Regions from separate parts of the Mus musculus genome. Here all the other regions are linked to region 1. Evidence: chromatin contacts called from public Hi-C and HiChIP or PLAC-seq data. All regions are on one chromosome and are shown on one strand. Each heading gives the region's core, a stretch centred on a gene start, on an enhancer-like site or on the middle of the called end of the contact. The rest is flanking DNA. Distances are from core to core; before and after follow the strand shown. Region 1 holds the start of Krt5 (keratin 5). Region 2 has its middle 18 kb from the start of Gm52200. Region 3 holds the start of Krt80 (keratin 80). Region 4 has its middle 23 kb from the start of Krt78.

Region 1 (3,398 bases), core at 269-2,768:
TCTCTGGACAGACTTGGAGCTATTCTTAGTGGTGTAACGCATGCTGCTAGCCTGTGGAGAAGACAGAGGCCACCGTCTGGCTATGGGGCATATCTGATACAATGAAGATCCTGACGCCTCTTTCCCCCACATCACAGCTCACTTGTTCTTGTAGTCCTCCACCAGGTCCTGCATGTTCCTCAGCTCTGAGTCCAGGCGGCCCCTCTCCCCCAGAACCCCGTCCAGCTGTCTACGGAGGTTGTTAATGTACTGTTCAAACAACGGATCCAGGTTCTGCTTTATGGTCTTGGTGCCCTGCTCCTGCAGCAGGGCCCACTTGGTGTCCAGGACCTTGTTCTGCTGCTCCAGGAACCGCACCTGGAGGGGCCGAGTGGGAGGGGGGGAAGGTTTGGGTTTGAGGCTTCTGTGGTATTTTCACTAGTGTGCTACCTGTCACATGCTGTCCCACCAAATCTTGTGTTCAGTACCTGGCCTGTGACCTGTGAGGGACAATCGGCACTGATGCTCCTAACATCATTCTTTTAGGAAAGATAGGGGACAGCCAGCCCAGTAGTAGGTGGATGAAATGTGATCTAATTATTCACTGGGGCTGAAAACCCTCTTAGACTGCTCTATAGACACTTAGGTCTCCCTGCAATCCTGTTATGTGAGTCCTTAGGTCATCTCAGTCCACTGGGACCAGACACCCTTATGGGGCAACCTCTGGAGGAGAGGAACTCTGACTCTGATTTCCAGATGCCAGTCTAACTGAAGAGCAACACAAACCAGGACAGAGCATCAACTAGCAACACAGGCAGTATCAGAGCTGAGACTGAAGCCTCTTCCCTCCACCTTTGTTCAGCATTCCCTGTAGACACACAGGCTGCTCTAGGGAGGACATGTCTCACCTTGTCGATGAAGGAGGCAAACTTGTTGTTGAGGGTCTTGATCTGCTCCCTCTCCTCAGTCCTGACCCGCTGGATGGTGGGGTCGATTTGCAGGTTCAGAGGGGTGAGGAGGTTCTGGTTAACGGTGACCTCTTGGATGCCTCCAGGTGGGCACACCGGGAAGCCAGCTCCCCCATAGCCACCACCAAAGCCAGCTCCACCACCGAAGCCAAAGCCACTACCAGCTCCACCACCAAAACCAAATCCACTGCCGGCTCCTCCTCCAAAGCCAAAGCCACCAGCACCAAATTGGTTCCTGAAGCTGCCTCCGCCAGAACTGTAGGATATCCTTTTGGAGCCCCCCACATTGTACAGGCTCCGGCTGCCATAGCCCCCGGCTCCACAAGCACCCCCAAGGCTGATCCTGCCACCACCACCACCACCACTGCGGGACACCGAGCTGAAGCTCGTACGAGAGACAGATGGGGTGATGGCAGAGGCGGCGCTGAAAGAGCGGCTGCCCCCACTTCGGAAGGACACACTGGACTGGCGAGACATGATGGTTCCTGGAGGAGCAAGAACACTGGGCGCTGGTGGTGGGGAGGTGCTGGCGAGGTCAGCGGCGTTCAACAGGACGCTGTGGGTGGCTCTGTAACTTAGGAGATTTGAGGTCCCCTTTTATCCCCTTAGAAGTGGGTTGGGCAGAGGAGCTGTCGAGCTGTGAATGATTAGTGGGCTGGGCATGCCTGGGGGGCAGCTGTGAGCTCACCCAGCACACCTGCACAGTGGTGTGGGGTGTAAATGCTGCTCCCAGCAGGCTCTGCTCAGTTAGGAATAACCTTTCCTTACAGAGCTGGTGTCCTGGCAGTGTGTTGGGGGGGTTCTCTCGTCACCCCAGATCTGGGCTTTGTGTGTAGCCTAGAAGGATGCCAGGACATAAGGGCTATTTGTCTCTGGCCACTGTCCTAGCGAACATTAGCAAGAATCAGTGACATGATCAGTCTGGTTCATGTTGCTTTGCCAGCCCAGCTTTGGGGTTTCTGTCCATCTGTGGGGCTCCTGTCCAACTGTGGGCAGAGCAGGTCACCCACTTGACAATGACCTGTTCTTCTCATGCTGGGCTGTGTGGTGGGTGCTGCAGAGACCTGAGCTCTTGGCAAGGTGACCCACGGCCTCTTTTCTTGGGTATATTCCAGAGAGAGAGGAGTAGAATTGAGTCCTTCGCTGTGCAACGCTTTCTTTAAGAGTGGTCCATTCACCCAAGACATCACTGGGCAAGATTCAGACCAGAAAGGCTCCCTTAAGCCCCAGGCTTAAGAAAAAAACAAACAAACAAACAAAACAGAGGATGTGGGTCTCCTGACCCAGGCTGTACACTATTCACTTTAAGGCCAGGTCCAGCCCTTCACAGTCCCTCCTAATTCAGCGTTTTGTCTTGCTTTGATGTTTCTTTGTCCTGGGGAGGCCTGTGTAGGGGCTTATTAAGCCAGGGATCCCATGTAATCCTTTACAAAAAAGTCTTGACTCTCTGGACTGCTCTGCCAGCCTCCCCGGTGCCCCCCAAGCTGTGTTCCAGCAAGTTCTCAGTTATTCCACCAGGGAAGACGTGAGTCACTGTATCTGTTGATACAGGCTGAAGGCCGCCGCAAACACATACCTGCAGGAGCTTCTAATCTCAGCAGGAACATGTTGAGAATTGGCCGGCCTGTTATAACGGGGAACCACCCTGTTCCAAGCAGCGGGAACTGCTGTGTTTCCTCTATCTCTGGCCCAAAGCCTCCTTCAGGGCCAAAGGCATGGAAAATGGAATTTTAAATCCGTGAGCTAACTGCCAGACAAACTAGACAGAGCAAGTTGGGGGGACCAGGCAGCTGGCACAGCAGCCTGCTGGTTACTCCAATGAGTGAGAGCTTCCAGACGACTCTTCTGCAAAGCTTCACCTGTAGCGACTTATGAAAGAAAGGACGCTGGTTAGATTTTAGCCAGTGTCCATCCCAAGCTACGCCCTGTCATTCTGGCTCAGGACTTGAGTGGGATCACCTCTCTTCCTGTCCCAGAGGAAAGTGGGGCTCTTGGACCCAGTTGGCTGAATCGGGAGGAGTGATGTGGGAACTATTGAGAGGTCATGGTCCCAGGAGAGTAGGACATAGGAACCTCTGCACAGAACCTAAGGTTGCCACGAGGAAACCAAGGCTGTGGGAAATAATTCTTGAGGGCTGAGGGTCTGCTGAGCTGGTGATGGCTCACCAGAGGCTTGGCTGTCAAGACTGCTGATAAGTAATCCAATCACTGGCCAAGCTGGCCTGGCAGGTTTGGGCAACAGGCTTGGGTGTCTCGGTCTGGAGAGTCTCAGAGACTATGCCGGTGTTAGCTTTTGCTGCCATTTCGCAACAAGGTATGAATGTCCAGAGACACACCGGAGATCCTCAGCCCTAAGAAGAGCAGCTTGAGGCTTGATGCATTGCTACTGCTAGGAGGCCCCTCCTTTCTAGAAAATCACTGTTAAGGTATGCCCCACCAAACACACACACA
Region 2 (3,398 bases), core at 613-3,112, 380 kb before region 1:
AATGGCTGATGTCACCACCTCTGGTTAGGGCCGTACGCGGACACATGGTGTGTCACACAGCAGCACACAGTGCCTGGGATTAGAATCTGTGCTGCTTCCTCAGCATCTGTAGCCCTAGGAACCTCCCTGAGCACAGCGCTGTGTCAGCAAAGGGGAGGCTTTGGCTAGGGAATAGCTGACTGACTTAAAAAAAAAAAAAGATTGGCTTGTATGAATGCTTTGCCTGTAGTAGGTATGTACACCGTGTGTGTGGCTAGTGCCCATGAAAGTCAGAAGAGGACCTTGAGTCCCTTGGAACTAAAGTTAGTTATGAGCCACCATATGGGTGTTGGGAGCCAGGCATGGGTCTTCTGTAAGAGCAACAAATGTTTTTAACCATTGAGGTACCTCTCCAGCTCCTCCCCACTTAAAAAAAGAGATTTATTTATTTATTATTATATCTAAGTACACTGTAGCTGTCTTCAGACACACCAGAAGAGGGCATCAGATCCCATTACGAATGGTTGTGAGCCACCATGTGGTTGCTGGGACTTGAACTCAGGACCTTCGGAAGAGCACTCAGTGCTCTTAACCACTGAGCCATCTCTCCAGCCCAGCCTCTCCCTTTTTTAAATTAAAAGATTTCTATTATATTTATCATTGTTGTTATTGTTAGTGTGTGTGTGTATGTAGCTCAGGAGATACATTTTGGGAGTTGTTTTTTCCTCCCACCATGGGCTTTAGGACTTGAGGCTCCATCTTGCTGGCCTAGATTGCTCAGCATTTTGAAATACAGTTGCCAGATGTCGGGGGTTGGGTGGGAGGTGGGGGTGGAAGGGTGGGTGGGGTAGAGGGATGGGGGATGGGGGTAAGAAACCCATGAGAACCAAGGCCACAGGATTGGGGGATATCAAGGGTGTGTGTGTGTGTGTGTGTGTGTATGTGTGTATCCATGCACACATGCATGGGAGAATATGTAGACCTCTGTGTGTGTGAATGGGAAACTGGGAAGGCCCAGGGCTGAGGTGCTGGCTGATCGCTTATAAAGTTCTCTTTGTTCACACAGAGTTTGGATCTGCTTATCTGAGAGGTGTTGGAGGGTCTAGGGCCAGGACCCAAAGGACCTATGGGGAAGACCTGTCAGGGTTGTGTGTGAGGGTGGGGGAAGGAGGAGCCTCACTAGTGAGTTTGAAGTGGATGAGGGTCAGGGATCAGTACTGGCCGCCTCCTGGGCAAAAGGTTTCCCTGAGCCATAGTAGGGTAGTGGAGACATCGTGGCTAGTGTGGTGGGTGAGTAGGGGGCAGTGAGGGTGGAGACTAAGAACCTTGGCAGGTAAGAGGGTAGAGGTCAAGGAATGCCTTTGTAAGCTCCTGTATTCATCCTTCCCACCTCCCGACCAGCAGGAACTGTCTAATGAGTGATTGATGAGGGTGGTGGGACCAGGGGAGGCTCTCTGGGACTGGGGTACAGGTAGCATCCTCCTTCTTGTGCTGAGACTCTCAGGTCCATAGCAGCCTGCAAGGGGAGGTTCCATTTCAGCTTTGGGAAGCTCCTTCCTTGTCCCGGGCGCGGTGCCCTGGAATGCTGTGCTCAGATGTGGCGGCACCGCCCGCGTCGCGTCCAGTCCCGTCCTGTCCCGTCCCATCTTGCCCAGTCTGGGCCGCCCTGAGCAGCCTCCCTGCCCAGGCACGCGGACCACCGCAGGTGGATACCAGGTGTCTACAGGAACAGAGGTTGCAAGCTCCGCCCCGGGACCTGCCCTCTGCCATGCCCCCACAGGGGTACCTGAGGCTTAGCACCCCGACTCTGTCAGGGTCTCTGGCTCACTGTTTTAGTTGGTGGCTTCTCTATGGGAAGGAATCCTGGAGGCATGAGTCATGCCCTTACTGCTTTTGAAGCCTCCCATATTTCCGGCCTCAGTTTCTTCCTGTTAAGAGGGTCACGATCCTGGCTGCGGTTGTGCTAATCAGGAGAAAAAAGGCTTGTCTGTGCTTCCGTCCATGCTCAGCTCCTTACAAAGGGTCCTTTCGTAGTGTCTTAATCCTCCTTCCTTCCGTGGGCTGTGGTTTTCAGGCTGGGGGTAGAGAACTGGACTGTATTGAAACAGAAACCTTGGTCTGTGCTGGTAAGCTGGTCTGGCCTTTCCTATCTGGAGGCTCTAAAAGGAAGCTGGGAGCAGGCTAGAGGGGCCTGAGGAATGCTTACCCAGGCCCCTGCTTTTCTCTGCTCTTGGCCTGCAGGGCTGAGCCAGAGTGGCTATGGGCAGGCACCCACCAGGCCTTTGGAGGTAGAGACTCAAACTAAAGAGCAATCTTAGGTAGCATAGTGTGGTGGCCAGAGGGGAGCACAAATGTTATCTTCATTTGACAGCTGGGTAAACTGAGGCTGGAGTTCCTCCAGGTAGGGGCCTGAACTAGATCCTGTGCCAGTACTGTTCCCTATTTCTGTCTCCCATGGTAGGCAGGTGTAATGTCATTACCCAGATCCATGGCTGGCTGCGATAATGCTTCCCCCTGATCCACCAACCTGCTGGGAAGTTCCAGAAGGGACTCTGTTATTTCTCAGGTTGGCCCTGGAGAGCTGCTCCTTCCAGGAGAGGGAGTTCCATGAATTTAGGGTACATGGCCCCTCTCCCCATTTTTCTCCCATTTCACCAGCTGGGCAGTGTACTTAACAAAGCTCAGAGGGAGAGGTCTACCTTTGTCTGCTAATGGGGTTTGGTCAGCCTGCTTCTACTGCTTCTAAGCTGTGTGGCTTAGGCCCTTTCTCTGCCTGGCCTTCAGATTCTCTCTTAAGATGAGCAGGCAGGGTACACTCATGGTTCTGGGATGTCACCCCTCGAAGGAGGGCTGTGCCCTAGAGTTAAGGTGAGGTTGCCCAGTTAAGGTGAGGTGGCCTTGCTCATTTATAGAGGGAGATGGACCAATGAGGGTAGTACTGGCTATCTTGTGGTCCGTTTACTTCAGAGGACAGATGAAGAGGTGCTGGGCATGCCATCATGCCTGTCAGAGCATTAGGGGAGGGTCTCCGACAAGTCATTTGGGACCTGGTGTGTTGGGAGTGTTGTGACTGATATAAAGCCTCCAGGGGGTGGCCTTGAAGCCCCATAGACCTTGTGACTGGCTTGATGGCTCTGTGGCTCTGTGTCAGCACATGAACCATGGTCCTTTTCCTCTTGACACAGGACAAAGAACTCCTTTCCTCTGCCATAGGCCATAGGGTATTGGGAGGATATGTGCTTGGACCCCAGAGCTTTGCTTCAACAGAGCTATGGTCTTAGCATATGCAGCTTGTGCAAACAGGGAGGGGGTGAGCAGGCCGTAGAGTCCTCAGGAGAACCCTATGCTCCCCAAGTCTCACACCAAGGCCACAATGTATCCTAGGCTCCCCAAGTCTCACGCCAAGGCCACAATGTATC
Region 3 (3,398 bases), core at 532-3,031, 340 kb before region 1:
GTGGGCATCTTGGATGTAAATGAGGAGACTCTGAACTAGTCAGAAGAGGCAGGGAAAGACACCATTTCTGCCTCAGATCTCTCTCTCTCTCTGTCTCTGTCTATCTGTCTGTCTGTCTGTCTGTCTGTCTGTCTGTCTGTCTGTCTGTCATACACACATACACATCATACACATCATACACACACAGACCTGAGTTTAAATATAAACCGTATCAGTTGTTGGCTCTGTGACTCTGGGCAATGCAATGAGTCTCTCTGGTCCTATTGCCTCATCTGCACAGCTGGGAAAACAACGTTTGTAGTGATGTTAGTTAGCACTGGCCCACCGCCGCCTTGCTACGTTCCTGTGGCATTCAGGCATCCAGGCCACACGTGGCACTCTCTTCTCACTGCCTGTCTGTCTGTACACCCCCACAGCTCAGGACCCCAGAAATGTGCAAGGGTTTGCAGACTCAGAAACCAAGAGGCAGATAAGGACTGGCCAGGGTTCCCTGTTCTGCGCAAAGTCATGAGATGTCTTTCTTTACAGTTAAGGGGATTTGAGGTGAACCTGTGAGGTGCCCTGTGGTGCCTAGCACACCAGTGTGTAGTTCAGTCAGTGCGGCTCTGACACAGGAGGAAGCAGGGCTGGGAGGATTGTTCACAGAGGCTTCTTGGAGTGGTTGAGTGGGCACAGGCTTGGAAGGTAGACAGGACTTCCTGAAGCCCTAGGCTAGCTGCAGGCAGTGAGTCTAGGAAGTGTGGGGGCCATGTTGTTAGGGGCCTGTTCCTTCCACCTAGGTGAGTGCAAAGCAGGCCAACTGTTGGCTGCTGGCTGGATTCTGACACAGTCCTCTACATTCCTTTCTCCTGACAAGCCAAAGTTGCGTCTTTACTCATACAAACTCCATGGCAGCCTCCTTCTGCCCCCGCTCCCACCCCCACCCCTTTGGACCTGCCAGAACAGTGGCTCTACGGATGAATGGGGAAAGCCAGCAGGGTGGGAGGGAGATGCTGGTACAGAGGCTTGGGGTTTTGAGGGCATCTTAGCAGTATCTCCCATCCACCCACCTGGGCAGAAGTCAGCAGGCCACACCTCCATAGGCCATCCCGAGAAGCACCCCTTGACTGTTACAGGGGTACACGGAGCCCTCCCATCCCCAGCCAGGTAGTGCACCCTTATCCAGTACCCCGCAGAGTCACCCTGAAGTTCCTTTCACCCCAGACACCAGGATGTATCAGGTTTCCCTAACCCATCTCTGCAGGTTTAGCCATGCTGCATCCCCATTGGCTGGGATCAGGGGCGGGGCATGACCGATGCTCAGGGAACCACCAGCCAGGTCACCTGGAAAGCCTGGGGCCCTTCTGTTTTGGTGCCCTCTCCCACTTAGCTCACCTTGCCAATCAGGGAGGCAAATTTATCATTGAGAGCCTTCATCTCCTCCTTTTCTTGATTCTTCTGCTGTTGAACAGCTGGATCCACCTTGAGGTCCAGAGGCACCAGCAGGCTGGGGTTCACAGTCACCTTGGGGATGGTGCCAGCTGGCCTGCAGCTTGTGAGGCTTCGAGAGCTGAAGCCAGGCCCAGGGAGCCCACAGCTGCCCCATCCTGAGGTCCCAGGCTGGGGACTGCCCGCAGGGGTCATCTCACAGCCGCTGAGGCTGCTGAAGCCAACGACGCAGGAGCGGTAGGCCATGGTGGCCCCCCTGGGCCTGGGAGCCGGAGGGCTCACCAGTGAGCTAGGGAGATTTGGAGTTGGTGGCTGGCAGCCGCCTCCTGTCACATCCAGGGCCGGCTGGGGACTGAGGCGAAAACACCTGTTGCATAGTGTTCATTAGCTACAGGAGGGCGGGACTCCTCCAAGCCAGACCAACCTGTTAGTTAGATGATGTGGCTCCCGCCCTCCCCGTACCACAGCTTTCTGTCTGCCCTACAGGGGCTCTGCCTTGTTGAAGGGGCTTGTCACAGTCCCCTGCAAGAGGGGCCTGACTGAGGAGGGGGCCTGCGGCCGGGCTGGCTGGGTGGGGCAGGGTGGGGCCGGGTGGTCAGTGCCAAGAAGGCGAAGTTCTGAAGGAAGGAGCAGGGAGAAAGGCGGGCAGCCAGCCACAGATCACGCTGCATACCGAAAGGCTGACGTATCTGGGCTCGCATACTTCTGGAAAAGATGAAGCAAGTGTAGCCCTGAGCTCCAAGGGTGATGACTGCCCTGGGCGCCATGCCAGGCTGTTGTTGGAAAACAGCCCCCTTATTATTTATCTTATCCATCTGTCAGTGTCCCCTGCTAATTTCCCATTCCCTCTTGCCCTCTCTCCCTTACTGAGGACCAGCCGAGTGCACCCCACTGACTCAAGGCCTGCAGGAAGCACATGACCGAGGCCTAGAGCTCTTGGTTTTTGAAACGTGACGTGACATTGGGTTGCGTGCGGAGTCAGCTTGGTTGTTCCCACTGGTAGAAAACCTCAATTATGTGGCTGTATTTTACCCTCATCTGAAAAATGGGCTTAAGATTTCAGTCACAAGCAGAGTAGAGGACCCACTCCAAACAGCTGGCCTGGGTTCAGAGTCCTCTCCCCCCCCCCCCCCCCCCCCCCCGCTCCAGGGGCCAAGAGGGTCTCTGATTGGCTGTAGTTCTGCCTCCAGGTGTCCAGCTCCTTGCCCTGCCTTCTCCTTCACTCTTCTTCCCGTTCCTCCTCCATGGCTACCCGTACAGCTTCTACCTTCTTCATGGAAAATCTGGTACGGAAACAGGCATCAAGGTGCCCAAGGAATTTCTGGAAACTACAAAGGTTCTCAGCCCAGTGCTCAGCCAGGGCCTGCTCTTCCTTATCCAGAGATGGCCTCTTCTTACCCACCCTGCTAGGTCCAGCATAATCTCCCTGAGCTCAGAGAAGGGTGTGTCTGTAAAAACCAAGGGGACTCGGCCTTTGAGGGGACCGAGGCAGTCACACATTTTAACCAGGCATGATGGTTGAGCCACATGACCTACACCTGCCTGGGGTCCAGGCCTGGTTCCCATGAATGGGCACTTCTGGTTCACTTGGATACAGAATTCTGCATCAGGAGTCTGTCTGGATCCTGGATTCCAGGATCTACCGTGGGTAATTGGGTTCCCAGGACAATGTATGCCCTACTTCTGTGGCATGCTATATGTACCCCACTCAGCAGCCTGGTGTGTCTGGTATGGCCGCCCCAACCTCCCACCGTCTTCTTCTGGTATCTGAATGGCATGCTGTCAGATCTAGTGGCATACCCTTCCTGGTCAGCCCAGAGTGCTCTGAGGGGGCAGCCAGTGGCATCTGCGCTTGGTACGGCCTGAGTGTTCTCTCTGTCCTTACCATTGCCTCCATTTAAGGCATATGCCAAATGAATTCACTGTCCTCAGTACAGAGGGTGGGGTGGCGTGCCTGGTCTCAGGGCACT
Region 4 (3,398 bases), core at 369-2,868, 260 kb after region 1:
CAGCTGAAGAGGGCTAAGCAGCCACGTCCTCAGAGCTGAACCCTCAACCCAGAGGACTATCAGGGAAAGAGCACCTCCGCAGACCCCAAACCTACCCAGAAAGCTGTCAGGCCCTGCTAGCAGGGTACACACTGGGGGTGGGGGTGGGGGGATAGCCTAGGGCTCAGTTGTCACAAGAGGGTGTGTCCTGCTTTTAGGCAACAGTGGAGAAAGGATGGGGTGACTGTTCTTGGGGACAGAGGAGGGCGTGTCAGAAAATGAAGGCGTCCTGACCCTGGGGCTGAGTGGGAGCCAGGGCAAAGCAGGCACCGCCCAGACGCTGAGGCCTCCTGCCCCCGCCCAGCTGGCTGCTGGTTCCCATCACACCCTGGGCAGTAAAACTGGATTTTATGATTGCTGTGGGGGTTTCTGCTTTCCTGGTTTGGGGGAGGGGGGGTTAGTTGTGTCTGCAGATCTGTGCAAATGTATCTCTATTGATGTGTATCTGAACATGTGTCAGTGTCTGAGGTTCTTCGTGGGGGCGTGTGTTTGTGTCTTCATGGGCTGTGTGTTTGTGGGGCTGTGTCTGTGTGAGAGAGAATCAGACCTACTGTTTCTTGAGGATTTGTAAATTACCAGACACTTTATCTTCACAGTAATTTACAGTTTAAAAGAAAGAAAAAAAGAAAAAGAGAGTCTTCTGTCTCTTCCTGTGCTTGTATAGAGTATATGACAATCCAGGCCTGCCATCTACACTTGCCTGGGCCTCTGTGCTGATGAGCCTGTGTGTATCGGTTGTGCCAAGGCCAAAGCCTGGAGAAGGTTGGCCACTAGAGCCAGGGTCACTAGAGTCTTAGAAACATGACCTTCTTAGTACCATGACTGTTTTCTGAAGCAGAAAGTAGTCGGTAGTGTGGCTGTCTGGGAACAGAAAACTTTGGCCAAGGACACTGTGCCAGGGTTCAACCAGCACAGACTGGCAAACAGAGGAGTCTGCCCTCTTTGAGAAGGTGCTGGGTACCCCAATGTCACTACCTGGAAAGAACCCAGAGGGACACTGTAAGGGCTCAGAGCTCCCATTTGCGGCAGAGCCTCCTGGGGAAGCAGGCCCTAACCAGCAGGTGTCATGGGCACAGTAAGGATTCAGAGCCCCCTTGATCGGCAGGGCCTCCTGAAGGTGTGTGGTAGCACTAATCACAGGTGTTGTGGACACTTAAGAACCCAGAGCCCCCATGTGGGGCAGGTCCTCTTGTGGACCTGGGGTGGCCCTAACCAGCAGGTGGCGTGGGTACAGTAAAGACCCAGAGCCCCCCCTGCGTGGCAGGGCCTCCTGGGGACCTGGAGTGTGGCCCTGACCAGTGGGGTTTGCAGCAGGAAGGACTATAGAAGCTGCTCTCTCCTCAACTCCTGAGCCCCACGCTGCTCCCCGCAGCCTCCATGGGGAAGCAAAGTCCGCAAAAATCCCAGGTTGCCAGGGTCGGGGGTCCGTCGGGGGCCAGGGAGCTGGAAACTGGGCGGCTTGCAGCCAGGGGGCGTGGCGGCGCGAGCCGGGTGGCAGCCGCCCATTGGCTGTGCCCGAGCGCTCCCACGGCCGCTGGGGCCGGGCGGCGCCACCGCGCCCGATCCGGGTGACTCACCCGCCGCCGCACCCGGCCCTGGCCCTGTGCCCGGCCTCTTCCCACCCCGGCCCGCCCGCTAAGCCGGGCCAGCCTGAGTCAGCAGGGAACCGCCCAGGGGTGGTGGGGGTGGCGGATCTGGACCTCTGGAACAGTTTGCCCGCTGGGGGAAGGGGAGAGCATAACTTAGCCTTGGGGGCTAAGGAGTTTCAGTGGCTATGGAGAGTGGGGAAGGGGGCTTCAGTTACTTTGAAATGGGTGGTGTTAGGGTGCTTGTACCAGAAGTACTTTGTCTACCCCCTTGAGGTTTGCAGGCATTACCATGGCAGGCCCAGAGGACAAGCTGGCTTTCTGGAGTCTACAGGTTGTTCCTTTGTGGCCACTCCATGGCCGGGTGGCCAGGGCACTTGTAGGTCGTGCCAGATTATATTCCATAACCTAGGCTCAAGGTGTTCATTCCAGCCCCATGGCCAGCCAGTCCTGCAAGACTCCAAAGCAGTCTTGATGTAATCTCAAAGCGCAACAACAAGCGATCATTAGGAAGGAAAAGAACCCTCAACTGCCCTGGGTACTCAAAACCAAACCCTGTGGTACATTTTTGAACATCCTACCTTCTGAATGGAATAATCAACCAGGCACACCTCACAGAGGTCAAACTCAGCTAGAGAAGGTGACTGTCCCAGGCCACACTGAACAAGAGAAGGGGAAGTCTAGCTTGAACCCAGGGCCACCAAGCTCGACAGCACAGCTCCTTCACTGCCTTGGTTGCACAGGTTCCTAGCTAGTGGCAATCTGAAGCCAACCCATCACACTACAGCAAACTTAGGGACACCACCGTCAGCCTTACCCAGGGTTTTCATGTCCAAGCGGAGGGAGGGAACAGAGTAGGGGACAGAAAGAAGCCATTTATCAGTTCATGTGGGCTTTGGAGGGGCTGACAGGGTGTGCCCAATCTCCAGCTAGGGAGGACACAGTCAACTCAGCTCAACAATGTGTAGGGGAAAAACACACACACACACACACACATGACTACATCAGTGTCTAGAGGTCATGTGCAAGTACAATATACACATTCGTGTTCCACAGGACACACAGCTGTTTTAAGAACTGTTAGGAAGGTTCCAGGCTAGGAATACAAAGTGAAACCCTGACATGGGGAAGCAGGCACCAAGCAAAAAAAAAAAAAGGAGCTTGGTGGGTAAAGTGCTTGCTGCTTGCTGGCAACCATGAGAACCTGAGTTCAGATCTCCAGACCTCAAATGAAAACCAGCCACAGCAAGAGTGTGGTGTAACCTCAGCTTTGGGGAAGAGGAGACAAGCAGACTCCTAGAGCCCCCTGACCAGCCCACCTAGCATAATTAGTAAGCCCCATGTTCACTGAGAAACCCCAGATCAAAAAATGAGGCGGAAAGTTGTTGGGGGAAACTTGTTGCAAAGTTTAAGGGCTAGAGTTTGGATCCTCAAAACCTACATTTTAAAAAAGAGGAAAAAAGACAATCTTGGTGGGCTACCTTAAGCCCAGCTCCAGTGCCCCCTGCCCCAGGGAGGATCCCTCCAGGCTGTAGGAGGCAGAGATAGGGGATCCCTGGGCAAGGGACCTGGCTTAGCCTAACTGAGTCTCCATGCTCCATGCTCAGCAAGAGACTCTGCCTCAGTAAATAAAATGGAGAGCAATCAAGGAGGATTCGTATTGTCAACTTCTGACTTATACATGAATTCACACACACCACACACACACATACACACACCACACTGCATACAAAGGTAAAGCAAAAAATAAATAAGGTGGACAGTTGAGGAAAA

Evidence for each region. Hi-C and Micro-C count contacts between places; a contact is called where the count stands out from the background. HiChIP or PLAC-seq counts read pairs in DNA pulled down with a chosen protein or histone mark.
Region 2: a Hi-C map of epidermal suprabasal cells shows a contact between it and region 1, with 4 times the contacts expected there. The contact joins the enhancer-like site here to the promoter of Krt5 in region 1. A contact is called at or near these places in 16 of 39 promoter capture datasets (the 3T3-L1 cell line, the C10 cell line, the HPC-7 cell line and 11 more), 2 of 15 datasets of contacts at CTCF or cohesin (CD8 T cells and stem cell-derived epiblast-like cells), 32 of 484 Hi-C or Micro-C datasets (LSK cells, Sertoli cells, adipose-derived mesenchymal stem cells and 19 more), 3 of 115 datasets of contacts at active chromatin or transcription factors (embryonic stem cells and pancreatic cancer cells) and 3 of 9 other capture datasets (adipose tissue, embryonic stem cells and liver).
Region 3: an H3K27ac HiChIP or PLAC-seq map of epiblast stem cells shows a contact between it and region 1, with 3 times the contacts expected there. The contact joins the promoter of Krt80 here to the promoter of Krt5 in region 1. A contact is called at or near these places in 8 of 39 promoter capture datasets (cranial neural crest, embryonic stem cells, hippocampal neurons and 4 more), 1 of 484 Hi-C or Micro-C datasets (the HL-1 cell line), 3 of 115 datasets of contacts at active chromatin or transcription factors (embryonic stem cells, epiblast stem cells and pancreatic cancer cells) and 2 of 9 other capture datasets (adipose tissue and liver).
Region 4: a Hi-C map of epidermal suprabasal cells shows a contact between it and region 1, with 5 times the contacts expected there. The contact joins the enhancer-like site here to the promoter of Krt5 in region 1. A contact is called at or near these places in 9 of 39 promoter capture datasets (the 3T3-L1 cell line, the C10 cell line, cranial neural crest and 4 more), 3 of 15 datasets of contacts at CTCF or cohesin (the NIH/3T3 cell line, embryonic stem cells and stem cell-derived epiblast-like cells), 31 of 484 Hi-C or Micro-C datasets (Sertoli cells, embryonic limb bud, embryonic stem cells and 10 more), 11 of 115 datasets of contacts at active chromatin or transcription factors (acute myeloid leukemia, astrocytes, embryonic stem cells and 4 more) and 2 of 9 other capture datasets (embryonic stem cells and pancreatic islet).

What each region holds. Positions count from the first base shown.
Region 1 is chr15:101,711,387-101,714,784 of GRCm38.p6, forward strand. It overlaps Krt5 (keratin 5), which reads right to left and starts at 1,519. Exons shown (of 9, transcript NM_027011.3): 1 at 888-1,519; 2 at 143-357. The coding sequence starts at 1,424.
Region 2 is chr15:101,335,034-101,338,431 of GRCm38.p6, forward strand. No RefSeq gene overlaps it. Among named protein-coding and RNA genes, the nearest start is that of Gm52200, 18 kb to the left of the region's middle. Within about 2 kb of position 1,863, at least 94 of the 459 cell types and tissues checked have an H3K27ac peak or open chromatin away from gene starts, as enhancers often do. A contact at or near this core is called in the HPC-7 cell line, the SN4741 cell line, adipose tissue and 7 more, where this site is marked.
Region 3 is chr15:101,368,381-101,371,778 of GRCm38.p6, forward strand. It overlaps Krt80 (keratin 80), which reads right to left and starts at 1,782. Exons shown (of 9, transcript NM_028770.3): 1 at 1,375-1,782. The coding sequence starts at 1,674. All of the region lies in intron 1 of Gm35853 (a long non-coding RNA gene), which reads left to right. Mir1941 (microRNA 1941) reads left to right here and starts at 972; the gene lies at 972-1,054.
Region 4 is chr15:101,975,918-101,979,315 of GRCm38.p6, forward strand. It overlaps a transcript of Krt78 not described here. Among named protein-coding and RNA genes, the nearest start is that of Krt78, 23 kb to the left of the region's middle. Within about 2 kb of position 1,619, at least 346 of the 459 cell types and tissues checked have an H3K27ac peak or open chromatin away from gene starts, as enhancers often do. A contact at or near this core is called in the NIH/3T3 cell line, Sertoli cells, acute myeloid leukemia and 13 more, where this site is marked.